Regions from separate parts of the Sus scrofa genome. Here region 2 is linked to region 1. The links are chromatin contacts, called in public HiChIP or PLAC-seq maps. All regions are on one chromosome and are shown on one strand. The core of a region is the stretch at or near the end of the contact, and the rest is flanking DNA. Distances in the headings are between cores, read along the strand shown.

Region 1 (7,116 bases), core at 1,829-4,328:
CCCACTGGAGTTTCTATCGTGGCTCAGTGGTAACGAACCTGACTAGTATCCATGAGGATGCAGGTTCAATCCCTGGCCTCACTCAGTGGGTTAAGGATCCAGCGTTGCCATGAGCTGTGGCGTAGTTTACAGACATAGCTTGGATCCTGTGTTGTTGCTGTGGTTGTGACCTAGACTGATAACTGCAGCTCCAATTCAACTCTAGCCTGGGAACTTCCATATGCTGTGGGTGTGGCCCTTAAAAAAAAAAAAAGAAAGAAAGAAAAATCTTCCCACCAAGTTGGCAACACTGTCAAATATTTCCCCCCTAGGGCTGCAGGCGTGGCATATGGAAGTTCCCAGGCTAGGGGTTGAATCAGAGCTACAGCTGCCAGCCTATGTCACACCCACAGCAATGCCAGATCTGAGCTGCATCTGTGTTGCATTTGTGACCTATACCACAGCTCGTGGCAATGCCACATCCTCAACCCACTGAATGAGGCCAGGGATCAAACCTGCATCCCCATGGGTACTAATCAGATTCATTTCTGCTGTGCCACAAGGCGAACTCCCTACAGTGTCAAATTTAATCAAGCATTTCATAAAGTAATATCAGATCTACACAAACATTCCTTCAGAAAATAGACAAGGAGGAAACATTTCTGTACTCATTTTACAAGGGTAGAATTAACTATACCCAAACCAGGTGAGCGCATTACAAATAAGAACAAGACCAGCAGACTTATTTAACATAAAAATTTTCAAAAAATATTAGCAAATCAAATCTAGCGTTTTTAATACAACATGATCATGTAGGGTTTTTCTCAGGAATGCAGTTTGAATACTCAAAAATCAATGAAATTGACCACATTAATAGAATAAGGGGGAAAACATGATTATTTTAGCAGATTTAGAAAAAGCATTTGACAAAACTCAGCACTCATTCATTATTTTTAAAACTCTAGGAATAGAAGTTAATCTCTTCAAACCCTTAAAGAGCATTGAAGAAAATATGACAGCTAACATCATACTTAATGAAATATTTCCCCTCTAAAATTAAGAACGGAGCAAGAATTTCTGCTCTTAGTACTTCTTTTCAATTTGTAATCCAGGTTCTAGTGATTGCAGTAAGGCAAGGGGAAAAGAGACGTACAGATCAGAAACAAAAACATAAAACTGTCTTTAATTGCAGAAGGCATGATGGTTAGAGATCTACAAAACCACTCCTAGAATTAATTGAATTTAGCAAGGTCATGGTATAAAAACACTAATTATATTTTTAAATAATTGTATTTTATATATAGCAGTGCATAATTAAAAAATAAAAATTTTTAATTAATTCTATTTATAATAATGCAAAAAACTATTGAATAAATTTAACAAAAGATGCACAAGTCTTGTACACTGAAAACCACAAGATATCACTGAGATAAATTAAAGAATACCTGTATAGATGAAGATAAGTATCTTGTTCTTGGATGGAAATATTCAATTGTTAAGAGGTCAGTTCTCCTCAAATTGGTCCACAGTTTCTACATGGTCTTAATTAAAAGCTTGTAGTATTTTCTGTGAAAACTGAGAAGCTAGTTCTGAAATTTATATAGAAATAAAGAACCTAGACTAGTCAAAGCAATGTTTAATAATGAGTAAGACTGGAAGATTTATACCATCTAATTTTAAACTTCATTCTGAAGCTACAGTAATCAAGGCAGTCTGGCATTGGCTAAAGAATAGGCACACCTTTGTTGATTATCAATAAACTATAAATGTGTGAGTCCATTTCTAGACCCTATTCTGCTCTATTGAAGTATGTCCCTAATGATGAAATAAAATTTGATAAAGTGGACATTATCAAAATTTTAAAATTTTGCTCTTTGAAAAATATCACTAATAAAATGAAAGGTAAACCACAGATTAGAATAAAATATTTGCAATATGTGTATTTAACAAAAAATTGCTATGTAGACTATGTGAAGAACTTTTACAATTCAGTAATTTTAAAAATCAATTTTAAAAACAGGCACATGACTAGAACAGACACTTCACCAAAAAAAGAAAATTCAAACTTCTAATAAATACACAAAAATTTGTTCCACATTAGTAATCATAGAGGAACTACTGATTTAAATCACTGAAAGATAATGATTACACACCTATAAGTATGGCCAAAGTTAAAAAGATTGATAATGTGTAATTGGCAAGAGTGTGAAGCCATTGGAACTCTCATACATTACCAATGGGAATGTAAAAGAGCATAACTACACTAGAAAATTCCTGCATTTTTTTTTCAAAAGTCAAACACATGCCCACATATAACCTCACCATTCCAATCCTAGGTATTGACCCAAGAGAAATAAAAACCTATGTCCACACAAAGATTTGAGCATGAATGTTCGTAGCAGGTTTATTCACAATGATCAAAGACTAGAAACAACCCAAATGCCAATCAACAGATAGACAAGTTATCCCTATGATGGAAAAGTATTCATCAATGAAAAGGAACACACACAACATGGATGAATCTCAAAATCATTCCCTTGAGTGAAATAAGGCAGACAAAAAAGAGTACATAGTACACACTACACAAAGTACTACTACTAATATAAAATGCTGACTCATCTATGGTAACAAATAGCAGACCAGTGGTTGCTTACAGATGATGGGAATGAAGGCAAGAATAGACTACAAATATACATGGAGGAATATTTGAAGAATAGTGGAAATGTTTTGTATCTTGTTTGTGACGATAATCACAGGTACATAATACAACTGTCAAACCTCATCAAATTGTACCTTTTAAATGGACACAGTTAACTGTACATAAATTATTCCTCGATTTAATTAAAAATACCAGAAACATCAGGTTTCAGCATACATAATATTAAAACATGCATCTACACAAATAAACACAAGATAAAACACAAATGAAAAGCCCTTGACGCTGAAGATAATTTTTTAAAAAACCTTTTCCATGTAAGTCAAAATCATCAGTAGGAGTAAGATTGTCTTGTGATTTGACTACAAATGAAACCTCTTAGTCACTTTGAACACTCGCTTTGAGTTTCCCTTCCCAAGTTGTCATTGTCATATGCCTGAGCAAGTATATACCACCCACACAGTGGACACTGTACAGACATGACTGTGCAAACCTATACTCAAAGGCTTCCTCCAGTGAGTGAAAAAAGGCTCTCAGAAACAGCACATGGTTTTCTGCTGCTGTTAAAACAGTTTTTATGTATTGTAAAATCCTGAGCTCTACTGACTAAAAATGTTAGAGGTAAGCATTTCTGATATTTAACCATTCCCAGGATAAAAAAAGAAAAAACCCGATTCAGTAACTATTATTAACCAAAATAGAACATGGATTACACCATTACTTAAATAGTTAATGTAGTTGCTTAGATAATTATTTCTAATGTATGAAGATGGGAAACAAAAAGTTAAAGATTTCCCGCTCTTTCATTTATCTACATGGTTTTGGGAGAATACAAACAAAGCAGTAAGGTATTTCATAAAATGAATTTTAAGCTAAAAGAATCCTAAAATTGAAGCAAAACCGTAGACTAAAATATTTGGCTATGTTCCAAAAAGATGACTATACAGTTGTAAAAGAGAACAATGCAGAATAGTTTTATTTTTACATTTCTTTTGATATTTTTCTCTAGGACTTGAGGCTTCTATGCTAGTATTGAACTAATTAGAAGTTATTCTTATTGCTTATTATGGACTTTACATCTTTACTTTTCATCTTCATAGTTTTTAACATTTAATGAACTTCCTACTTTAACATAAACACAACACAGTATACATTGAAATACATTGAATATGTTTTAACACATTGAAATCTGCGAGAATATTCTGATATTTTACATAAAGAAAACCAAATAATATAATTATTTCATTCTTCATTTGGTGTTTCAAGCTTTCAAACGTCAAAACCCTGCAAGTTATTATGAGTACGGATCTAAACCATTTTGGATTAGGCAATGAAGCAATAAAATAACTCTGTGCCATTGTGTTTATTTTAAATGGAAACTTTAATCTTTAAGAGAGATATGCTGCTTCATTTTTACTGGGTTTAAAACCTCAGCGTGTAATGTTCTTAGGATACCATTCACGAGTTATCCCTTACTTATTAAATGAATCTTTCCACAGAAAAGAAAATCATGGACTTGGAGAATAGACTTGTGGTTGCCAAGGGGTCGGGGGGTAGAGTGGGATGGCTGGGGTGCTTGGGGTTAATAGATGTAGGCTATTGCCTTTGGAATGAGTTAGCAATGAGATCCTGCTGTGTAGCTCTGGGAACTATGTCTGGTCACTTATGATGGAGCATGATAATGTGTGAAGAAAGAATGTACACATGTATGTGTAACTGGGTCACCATGCAGTACAGTAGAAAATCAACAGAACACTATAAACCAGCTATAATGGAGAAAAAAATCATTATGTAAAAAAATTTAAAAAAAATAAATGCAACTCTGAGACTGACATCTTAATCACACAAAGACCCAGAAATTCAAATTAAATTGCCAAGAACAAACTTATTTAGCTACACTAAGTATAAAATTTTTTCTAAACACCAGTATGGCAAAGTCCATACAGTATAGAAATCTTTACTATAACTTTCTGGCTCTGGAAAATTTAAAATATCAACCTTAACATTTTAGTTAGTATGTGTGTTTTATAAAAATGCACATTGTGGATATAAATTAGACATAAAACTATTATTTCCCAACAGTCTTTAGATTATGAATGAATTCAAGCAAGAACAGACATTAAATTGCCTCCTTCTATAGAGGTCCTAAAAATAAGATGAACTGTCATCCAAAGAGTCTAATTACATTTCAACCTCTAAGGCAGTGATTTTCACATTGGGAACTAATGAAAGTCCACGATAGCCAGAAAATCCATAAACTTTGTAACTTTGTGGGAAGGAAGCCTGATTTACAATTTTATTTCTGATATATAATTTAAAAGTACTACCATCCTGTAGAAATAATTGAAAGCATTACCCATTTTCTCACAAATTTTGTTATTTTCTGAATAGCAAACAGGATGTTTGGAATAAGAGACTCCTGAAATATTTTTCTCTACTAAAGCTACTTTAAAAACAATGTAGTAATTTTATGAGAAATTTAGGAAGTAAAGGAAAGGGGATTTTTTTCTGTCTTCTAAGATAATGACCAGTCTTTCACTAGTTGTTTTCATTGAGATAGTATCTGAGTGATCACCTATCACACTTATTAGAGCTTATGGACTGGTGGAGGGAAGATGGAAGCCACATTAATAATATTTATTTATCCAATTATATTAGCTAGACACTCAATGCCTATTTATAATGGAGTTTTCACTCTAATGAGGACAATATGCATTAACCAAATAATCAAATAATTATGTGGAATTGCAATAGCAATAAATAAAAAGTATATAAAATGTATCTTAAGTAACTTTTCCTGGTGTTGAGGTAGTAGGCAGCCTCTAAGATGATTCCTACTGTTCCTCCTTCCTGATATTCATGTCTTTGTAAAATCCCCTCCTCTTGAGAGTGGGCTGGATTTACTAACAAATAGAATACAGCAGAAGTGATGGAATGTCACCATCAAGATCAAGTTATAAAAAGACTATGCCTTCTGTCCTGGCGTGCTCTCTCACTCAATCTTGTGTCGCTGTGAGAAAATAAATATTTGTTTGGGGGAGATTTATTATGCAGCAATAAGTAATTAACACAGGACCCAATGAACAAGAAGCTGATAATAGAGTGAAAGCGAGAACATTCCAAATAAAAGTACTTTTATATATAGAGAACATGTGTCTGGAGGGACTATAGGGAAAATACTAGGATCTGAAGAAAGACCAAGGGTAAAAAAAGATAGTTTCAGCTTTTGCTATTAATCTAGTCTCCCATAAGGATTTCAGAATTTTTTCCCCTGAGACAAATATATTTTCCTATGGAAGAACAGAAAAGAAAAATAAATGTTTGCCATTTGGGGAATATAAAATATTAACACGTTTTTAAATAGTAAAACTATCTTATTCTTATGTCTCAGCTTAATATTTCAGTTATCATGATCCCTACTTCCAAAAAAGAAAGAAACTGAAGTGAAAAATAAAAGATTTCTTATTTTAAATTATGTTTGTTAATTCTGCACCAGAATTTTTCCAGGGCGAACAAAACCATTTTGCAAACATCTGAAATTTAGGGTAAAAATAATTTATATTAAGGAACTACAATTACAGATGTAAATACAGATTCACCTCAACCATAATATTGAATAAATAAAGGCAGTTATAAAATAATATGCATAGTATGATTCCATTTATGCGCAATACCAAAAAAAAGACAAAATAAATTTTGTTGTTAGGAACTGCAGACACACATGGTAAAATATAAAGAAAAGCAAAGAATGATTATCCCGCAAAGAGTCCGATTATCCAAAAAGATAATGGCTACCTTTAAAGCAATGCTCAGGGGCTATAACTGGGAAAGGAAGAACTAGCAATAGTCTAGGTATTAACTTACATAGATATTCACTCTATAAATGTTCTTTAAAATGTACAACAAGCACATGAAAAAATGCTCAACATCACTGATTATTAGAGAAATGCAAATCGAAACTACCACGAGATACCATCTCACACCAGTGAGAATGGCCATCATTAGTAAGTCCACAAATAACAAATGCTGGAGGGGGTGTGGAGAAAAGGGAACCCTTCTGCACTCTTGGGAATGTAAGCTGGTACAACCACTATGGAGAACGGTATGGAGGTACCTTAGAGATCTATACATAGAATTGCCATATGACCCCGCAATCCCACTCTTGGGCATATAAAAAAGACACATGCACCTGCATGTTCATTGCAGCACTATTCACAATAGCCAAGACATGGAAACAACCCAAATGTCCACTGACAGATGATTGGATTAGGAAGGTGTGGTGTATATATACACAATGTAATACTACTCAGCCATAAAAAAAGAATGAAATAATGCCATTTGCAGCAACATGGATGCAACTAGAGACTCTCATCCTGAGTGAAGTAAGTCAGAAAGAGAAAGACAAATACCATATGATGTCACTTATATCTGGAATCTAATATAGGGCACAAATGAACCTTTCCACAGAAAAGAAAATCATG
Region 2 (7,116 bases), core at 2,522-5,021, 300 kb before region 1:
AGAGATAGCCTACACATTAGGTGAACTGATTAAAAAAATCCAAAAGAGCAAAGCCAGTAGTATGAATTTTAATGTAACTGGTATTAAAATCCAACTTTTAAGTTTAGAAACAGCTCTAAATTATTAATTGTATGTATACATTGTATAGAACAAAATTGATAATTAAACATTTTTGTTACATTTCAGAAAACAAATATGATTATCTTCCAACTACTGTGAATATGTGCTCAGAACTGGTGAAGCTGGTTTTTTGTGTGCTTGTGTCTTTCTGGGTTATAAAGAAAGGTGAGTCTTGGAGTTCCCGTCATGGCTCATGGTAGCAAACATGACTAGTATCCATGAACACTTGGGTTCCATTCCTGGCCTCGTTCAGTGGGTTAAGGATCCAGTGTGGTATAGATTGAAGGTTGTGCTCGGATCCTGCATCTCTGTGGCTGTGGTGTAGGCCAGCTGCTGCAGCTTCGATTGGACTCCTAGCCTGCAACTTCCATATACCACAGGAGCTGCCCTAAAAAACAAAACAAGAAAGAAAGTTGAGTTTTGAAATGCTACTAATACATTGTTAAAAATCACAGAATGAAAAAATATTAAAATTGAAAGAAACATTTTATATTAGACTGGCCCACTAATTTATATATGAAGATGCTAAAGATACAAGCATAGGTTAGGTTACCTATGTTTTTTAGGTGAGACGCAGACTCAGAGAGAAAGTATTAGGTGGTTCTAAGAGGGGGCAGAGCCCAGACTCCAACCCACGGGTCCCAGCGCCTGTCCAGTGTTCTGCCTCTTGACTTATTCCTGTGATGGGTCACACAGCAAGTTAGTTTTTACTCAAATTCAGGATTATCTAAATTGCTGCTGTCTAACTTGATATGTAGTGCACTGCAAAGGTCTCTTATTTCCTTTAGGGGAGGCAGCATGTGCATCAGAGTCAGACTGTATTCTGGGGCAGATTATTTTACTTTTACCAGTTTCATCAGCTATTAAATAAGGATACTACTAATCCTTCATCAGATCTAAAGGATGTAGCCTTTTGTGGCTCCTAAAATGTATTATTTCTCTGATTATTGAACCTTAGCTCACTCTCCTGCTCTGATCTGCCTTCCCGCTTCAGGCAAACATAGAATTTAGAGTATTAAAGGACTGGCCCAAGAGATGTTTTTTCATGCTCAAAGGTTTCAACCAGTACAAAATTTCTAGTTAATGGAATACATTTCTTAATCTCATGAAATTTATGCATTATATATACAGCTTAAACTTAAGTTGTTTTCTGTCCTTTCTCTCTGTTAAAGTACCTTCCTAAGTTTTTGGAAACCTAGAGATAGGATAATAATTCATACTAGGATGAGTAAAAGTTAATTTTCTCTACTCCCATATATATAAATTTTCATCTAATAGTTCCCTTTCTTGATCTCTCCCACAGCTCCCAAGGAAAAAAATATCCCGGCACAAATGCTTACTTTTCTACTTATTTAATTCTTTTAGCTTTATGTTCAGAATAGTAAGAAAAACTGTAAGTGTATTCTGAGTTGCTGCCTTAAGTGATACATCTATGTCTATCTCAAGTTAGCAGGAGTTAAGGAAATCAGTATTCCTGAGGTGTTGCTGCATGGGCACAGTGATGCATTGAAGAAAGACAGTAATGAAATCCTATATTGTCTTTGATTTCTCAAGGTTAATAGTCGCTTTGAAAGCAAGTTCATTAAACCTTTTTTTAAGAATTGTATCAGAAATCAAATACAATTTACTTTCTCTAAAAATGTGCGTTCTTAAGATAATATATTTATTTCTGTATTTCTTTCTTTAGAAGATCGTCAGAATAGAACCTTAAGATGTGGTTCCTGGAAGAAATTCTTTAATATCATGAAGTGGTCCGTTCCTGCCTTTCTTTATTACCTGGATAATTTGATTGTCTTCTATGTCCTTTCCTATCTTCAGCCTGTAAGTAATAATGACAAAGAATATAGCACTGGAAAAACAGAAGTGAACCTCAAAATTAACTTTCTTCTTCTTTTAAATCATTTTTTCCTTGGCATTGTTAGTTTCTTATTGCCTCACTGGCCTTCCTGAGGTTTAACCAGAAGCATCTGAGTACTGACTTAACCAGTCTGCTTGTCAACTCTCTCACTGGTAAAGATAACTGTATTAGGAGTTATCTGAGCCCATCGTGGCTCAGTGGTTAACGAACCTGACTAGTATCCATGAGGATGCAGTTTTGATCCCTGGCCTTGCTCAGTGGGTTGGGGATCCAGCGTTGCCTTGAGCTATGGTGTAGGTCAAAGATGTGGCTCGGATCCTACGTTGCTGTGGTTGTGGTGTAGGCCAGTGGTTGAAACTCCAATTTGACCCCTAGCCTGGGAACCTCCATATGCTGTGGGTATGGCCCTAAAAAGACAAAATAAATAAATAAATAAATAACTGTATTAAACTGTGCTGGCTGTTCTATGGGAGCTGCTTCTGACCACTGAGTCTAGAGCCATCTCCCTGTGTAACCTTAACCAAATTACCTATTTTCTGAGCTATTTTGTAGGCACCTGCTTCTAATATTAATCTCAACATCCAGGACCACCAAGCAGACTTCCATGATTAACTCAGAAAATTATACACTCAGTGTACTGCCCTTTCTTACACTTGTTTTAATGTAGTTTATATGTATTCCATTGTGATTTTCTTGTCTGTTAGACCTGTCATTTAACCAAGTCCTTTAAGGGTAGAGGTTATACCCTCCCAATCTAAACGCTGTGAATAACTAATAATACTAGGAACACTTCTCATCTCTCCTGACCTCTTCTGTGCAAGAGCTATTAATAAACAGAAATAAAGTTTGATCTTCTGCTTTTACCTATTACTCAGTTTGAATCAGATGTACACATTTTCCCTGTATGTTTTCATTTTATAAAATAAAGGTTTCTATTACTATTGCTAACAAAGTGTATTTCTTTAAAGTGCAAATTCAGGCATTTTGATTAGAAATAGAATTTCTGGAGTTCCCATCGTGGCACAGTGGCTAACGAATCTGACTGGGAGCCATGAGGTTGCGGGTTCGATCCCTGCCCTTGCTCAGTGGGTTAGGGATCCGGTGTTGCCGTGAGCTGTGGTGTAGGTTGCAGACACGGCTTGGATCCCGTGTTGCTGTGGCCCTGGCATAGGCCAGCAGCTACAGCTCCGATTCGACCCCTAGCCTGGGAACCGCCATATGCCACGGGAGTGGCCCTAGAAAAGGCAAAAAGACAAAAAAAAAAAAAAAAAGGAAATAGAATTTCTGTTGACACTAGTCATCTATTTGAAGTATAGCCAAATCAGTTTGAGAGTGGGAAGAAAGGAGGGATCAAGAGGGCTGTGAGGTAGAAAATAGGAGTTTGATTCTTTTGCACAATTTAATAGATACGGAACCAGGCAAGGCCACCTACTCTAAGTATCAGTTGCCCATCTGTAAAATAGAATAATGTTACCATATTGGCCCAAAGGCAAGGACTTGAGCCTGAGCCGGGGGACCACTTGAAGTTCCTTTCAGCTCTGTGATCGATTTCATTAGTAAGTGTTCATTCCATCTAAAATGTGTCCTCTCATGAATTCTTGCTTTCATTTAGTTTTCCACAACTGAGAATTCCTGTACCCAACAACATATCATTCACATTCAATAAGTATATATTTTTTGTATTTAATTTCTATGCAACAGACTAGCTATAAATGTATATCCCTTTCCTAAATCCCGCGTACCAAAGCAAGATCGCAACTTCCTGTTCTTACAACTTATTGCCTTGCTCTTCCTTCCTGATTGTGTGCAATCACATATATTACAAAATAAAATACTTGGCATATTCTGTGCATTGCTGTGCCCAAGCCTCGTTGGAAAGAATTAAACAGAAATGCATGAAAGTTCCTGGGCAAAGAGCTCCGATACTTCGTTTATTCTATGCTATTGTTTGGAAAGAGTTGACACAATTCACAGGCCAGCAGGCTGCTTTGTTAGGTACATTTACACATTGCACCTTGGTTACTGTGATTGATCAGAGCCACCACTTCCCCAGTCTTACCAGCCACCTACTTTTCTTTTCTCATCTCCTTTTACTCTTCTCCACACCAGGGATTAGCAACCATTTGTCTATGGACAAAATCTTAAAATGGTGGATTTCCATAAAAATTCAGGAGAAAGAGAGTGATGTGTTTTGGGGATTTTTGCTACTTTTTATTGGATTCACTTGTATTTCTTTAACTCAGCTGCGTATTAGTCATGTTTGCTGGATATATGAGATTGTGCATACTCTTTAGGGTTTGATCAATTTAAAGTGACAGCAAGGAGGAAGGCAGGATGAACTAAAACAGTAGTATTTGTTTTTTAAAATTATTGTCAGATCCGATTATGGGGGCAGTGAGAAATTTCATACTTTCCAGGCCCAATGTATACATGTTTAGATTAATATCCTTCTATGTGAAATGTGACTGAATCCACAAAAACAAACCTTTATAAAAATCTCACTGTCATTTCTAAGTGTTTAGAGCAGTATGAATAACTCCAAAGGACTGTCAAATACGAGTTTGGTTGTGAATCACTACCAAATCACTACCAAACTATTGAGTCACTACAGTTCAACACAGTAAATTGATTTAATTTCTAGACCACTAAAAATGCTTACAAACCTATACCTCCATTTTCTTCAGAAATAAATGAGCCTTAAAAAGAAAGAAAGAAAAGAGCCTAACAGTAAGTACCTGCCTTCTGTCTACCCACAGAATCAGTGTTAAAAGTCTATAAAGCACTTTGAGAGCTTGAAAAAGTATGCTTTATAATCATGGTAACTTATTTCTGAACCTAAACCTTTCGCGTTTATAAGTATTTCCAGATCTGCCTATTGATATTATTTACTCAGGTATATGCTGAATTTCCACACATTTTCAAAGTCTGTAGAATAATTTGATCATATCTGCATAAGTTTAACAAGCAATAAAAATAGAATTTAATCCTCTAGTGAAGTAGCTGCCCTAATAACCCCTCTGGGTTTTGACCAAAAAGCTTTTTTTGTCAGGTGAACGACCAGGTTGGGTGATTTCTGAGGTCAGTGCTTTGTCTGTATTGTAACTCTATCTTCTCTTTCTTTCTAGGCCATGGCTGTTATCTTCTCAAATTTTAGCATTATAACAACAGCTCTTCTATTCAGGATAGTGCTGAAGTAAGTAACTTGTTATGAAAGCATATATCATATTTTAAAACAGCACAGCCTTGTTTCAGATGATATACCCTCTGAATCCCAAGGCCAGGATTTTCTTGCTAATTGGCTTTTTGTATTGGGCATGTTGTTTAAACCATTTGGAAAGCAGCCGAAGTGTTACCCTGTCTGAATTCTCTGCAATTTAATGTTTGAAGTGTTTTCTCTTAGCATCTCAAAAAAAAAAAAAGAGAGAGAGAGATGATTGACTGGGTTTTAATTCTTTTAATTTTTAGTTCCAGATTTTCAACACAGAATTCATTAGCTTGCTTTTTTAGGGAGGGCAGGGTCGGGGGAGAGTCTCTATATACTAATAGGGAACCAAGAAGTTTATAAGGTTAATATATTTGCTATTTGGAGTTTGGAGTGGCAAAGTCTTTTTTTATTAAACTACTTGAGATGAGTATGTGGTTTAAGCTCCACGTGGCAGAAGATTTGCATGAGGAATCTAGTCAAAATTACAATTCAGAAGAATGACAAATTTTTAGAATTTCCAAGTGTTATCACTAGTCTTTCCTATCTCCAGGAGCATCTTTGTGTAAAATAAACATTTTTAAGTTTAAGTAGGCTCTGCTACAAAGCAAGGGCCAGAGTGACCTAAGGTCATACAGGATACATGTACTTAACTCCAGTTTGTTACTTGATAATGATGATGATGGTAGTGATAAAAATAAAATTAACTGTTTGTTGTATTTGTTATGATTGTTCTTATTTTAATTTTACATTCACTTTCTGTTTCTAATTTGTCTTTCTTTTTTTTTTTTGCCATTTCTTGGGCCGCTCCCGCGGCATATGGGAGGTTCCCAGGCTAGGGGTCTAATCAGAGCTGTAGCCACCAGCCTACGCCAGAGCCACAGCAACACAGGATCCAAGCCGCATCTGCAACCTACACCACAGCTCACGGCAACGCCGGATCGTTAACCCACTGAGCAAGGGCAGGGACCGAACCCGCAACCTCATGGTTCCTAGTCGGATTCATTAACCACTGCACCACGACGGGAACTCCCTAATTTGTCTTTCAATGGGCTACATCATAGTGTGTTTTTCATAATTGCTGTGTTCAAGAAGGTTGAATGACTTGGTGCATAGGTACTCAATAATTATTTGCTGAATCCCTTGATGCCATCAGTACATATTTGAAAGATTTTCTTTTACCCTGAGGAAACTTTCAACCTAATGATTGATTTAAGAGAAGGAAAAAAATGAACATAGCATTTCATCCAGTTTAAATGTTAGAGTCACTAAGATTTGCTTTTGCATCACATTTTTCATTTTATTTAAGAGTTGTGGAAATAGCTCAACTAGCAAGTCAAAGAATGCTAATCTAAAGACGTTTTAAAGTCTTTAAAATCAACATGAAAATCACTTCATAGGATAAAAGTTGACTTCTGAGAAAACATATGTAAGCAATAATATTTTTATATTTATTGCTATGATAAAATTGGAGATGCAGGAGTTCCCGTCGTGGCTCAGTGGTTAACGAATCCGACTAGGAACCATGAGGTTGCGGTTCGATCCCTGGCCTTGCTCAGTGGGTTAAGGACCCGGTGTTGCCATGAGCTGTGGTGTAGGTTGCAGACGTGGCTCAGATCCCGCGTTGCTGTGGCTCTGGTGTAGGCGGGCAGCTACAGCTCCTATTCGACCCCTAGCCTGGGAACCTCCATATGCCATAGGAGCAGCCCGAGAAATGGCAAAAAGACAACAACAACAAAAAAATTGGAGATGCACTTCCATAAAGGAAAACTTATTGGCTCTGACACCTGATAAAAGGCTCACTAATTTAATAGGTAGTGATAGTCTCAAAAACATGTTTGTTTGTTTTTAAGCAAAAATAATTTTTTTCAAGTTCACTATTGACTCAGCACGTTAAGGATCCAACGCTGTCAATGCTGTGGATTCAGGTCACTGC

Evidence for each region. HiChIP or PLAC-seq counts read pairs in DNA pulled down with a chosen protein or histone mark.
Region 2: a contact with region 1 is called in an H3K27ac HiChIP or PLAC-seq map of alveolar macrophages. The contact joins two enhancer-like sites. A contact is called at or near these places in 1 of 47 Hi-C or Micro-C datasets (retroperitoneal adipose tissue) and 1 of 2 datasets of contacts at active chromatin or transcription factors (alveolar macrophages).

What each region holds. Positions count from the first base shown.
Region 1 is chr13:146,965,348-146,972,463 of Sscrofa11.1, reverse strand. The region is part of intron 1 of CD200R1 (CD200 receptor 1); the gene reads right to left. Among named protein-coding and RNA genes, the nearest start is that of CD200R1, 16 kb to the right of the region's middle. Within about 2 kb of position 3,078, at least 4 of the 83 cell types and tissues checked have an H3K27ac peak or open chromatin away from gene starts, as enhancers often do. A contact at or near this core is called in alveolar macrophages, where this site is marked.
Region 2 is chr13:147,266,221-147,273,336 of Sscrofa11.1, reverse strand. SLC35A5 (probable UDP-sugar transporter protein SLC35A5) reads left to right here. Exons shown (of 7, transcript XM_013982457.2): 3 at 187-285; 4 at 1,808-1,941; 5 at 5,104-5,171. Among named protein-coding and RNA genes, the nearest start is that of ATG3, 9.3 kb to the left of the region's middle. Within about 2 kb of position 3,771, at least 4 of the 83 cell types and tissues checked have an H3K27ac peak or open chromatin away from gene starts, as enhancers often do. A contact at or near this core is called in alveolar macrophages, where this site is marked.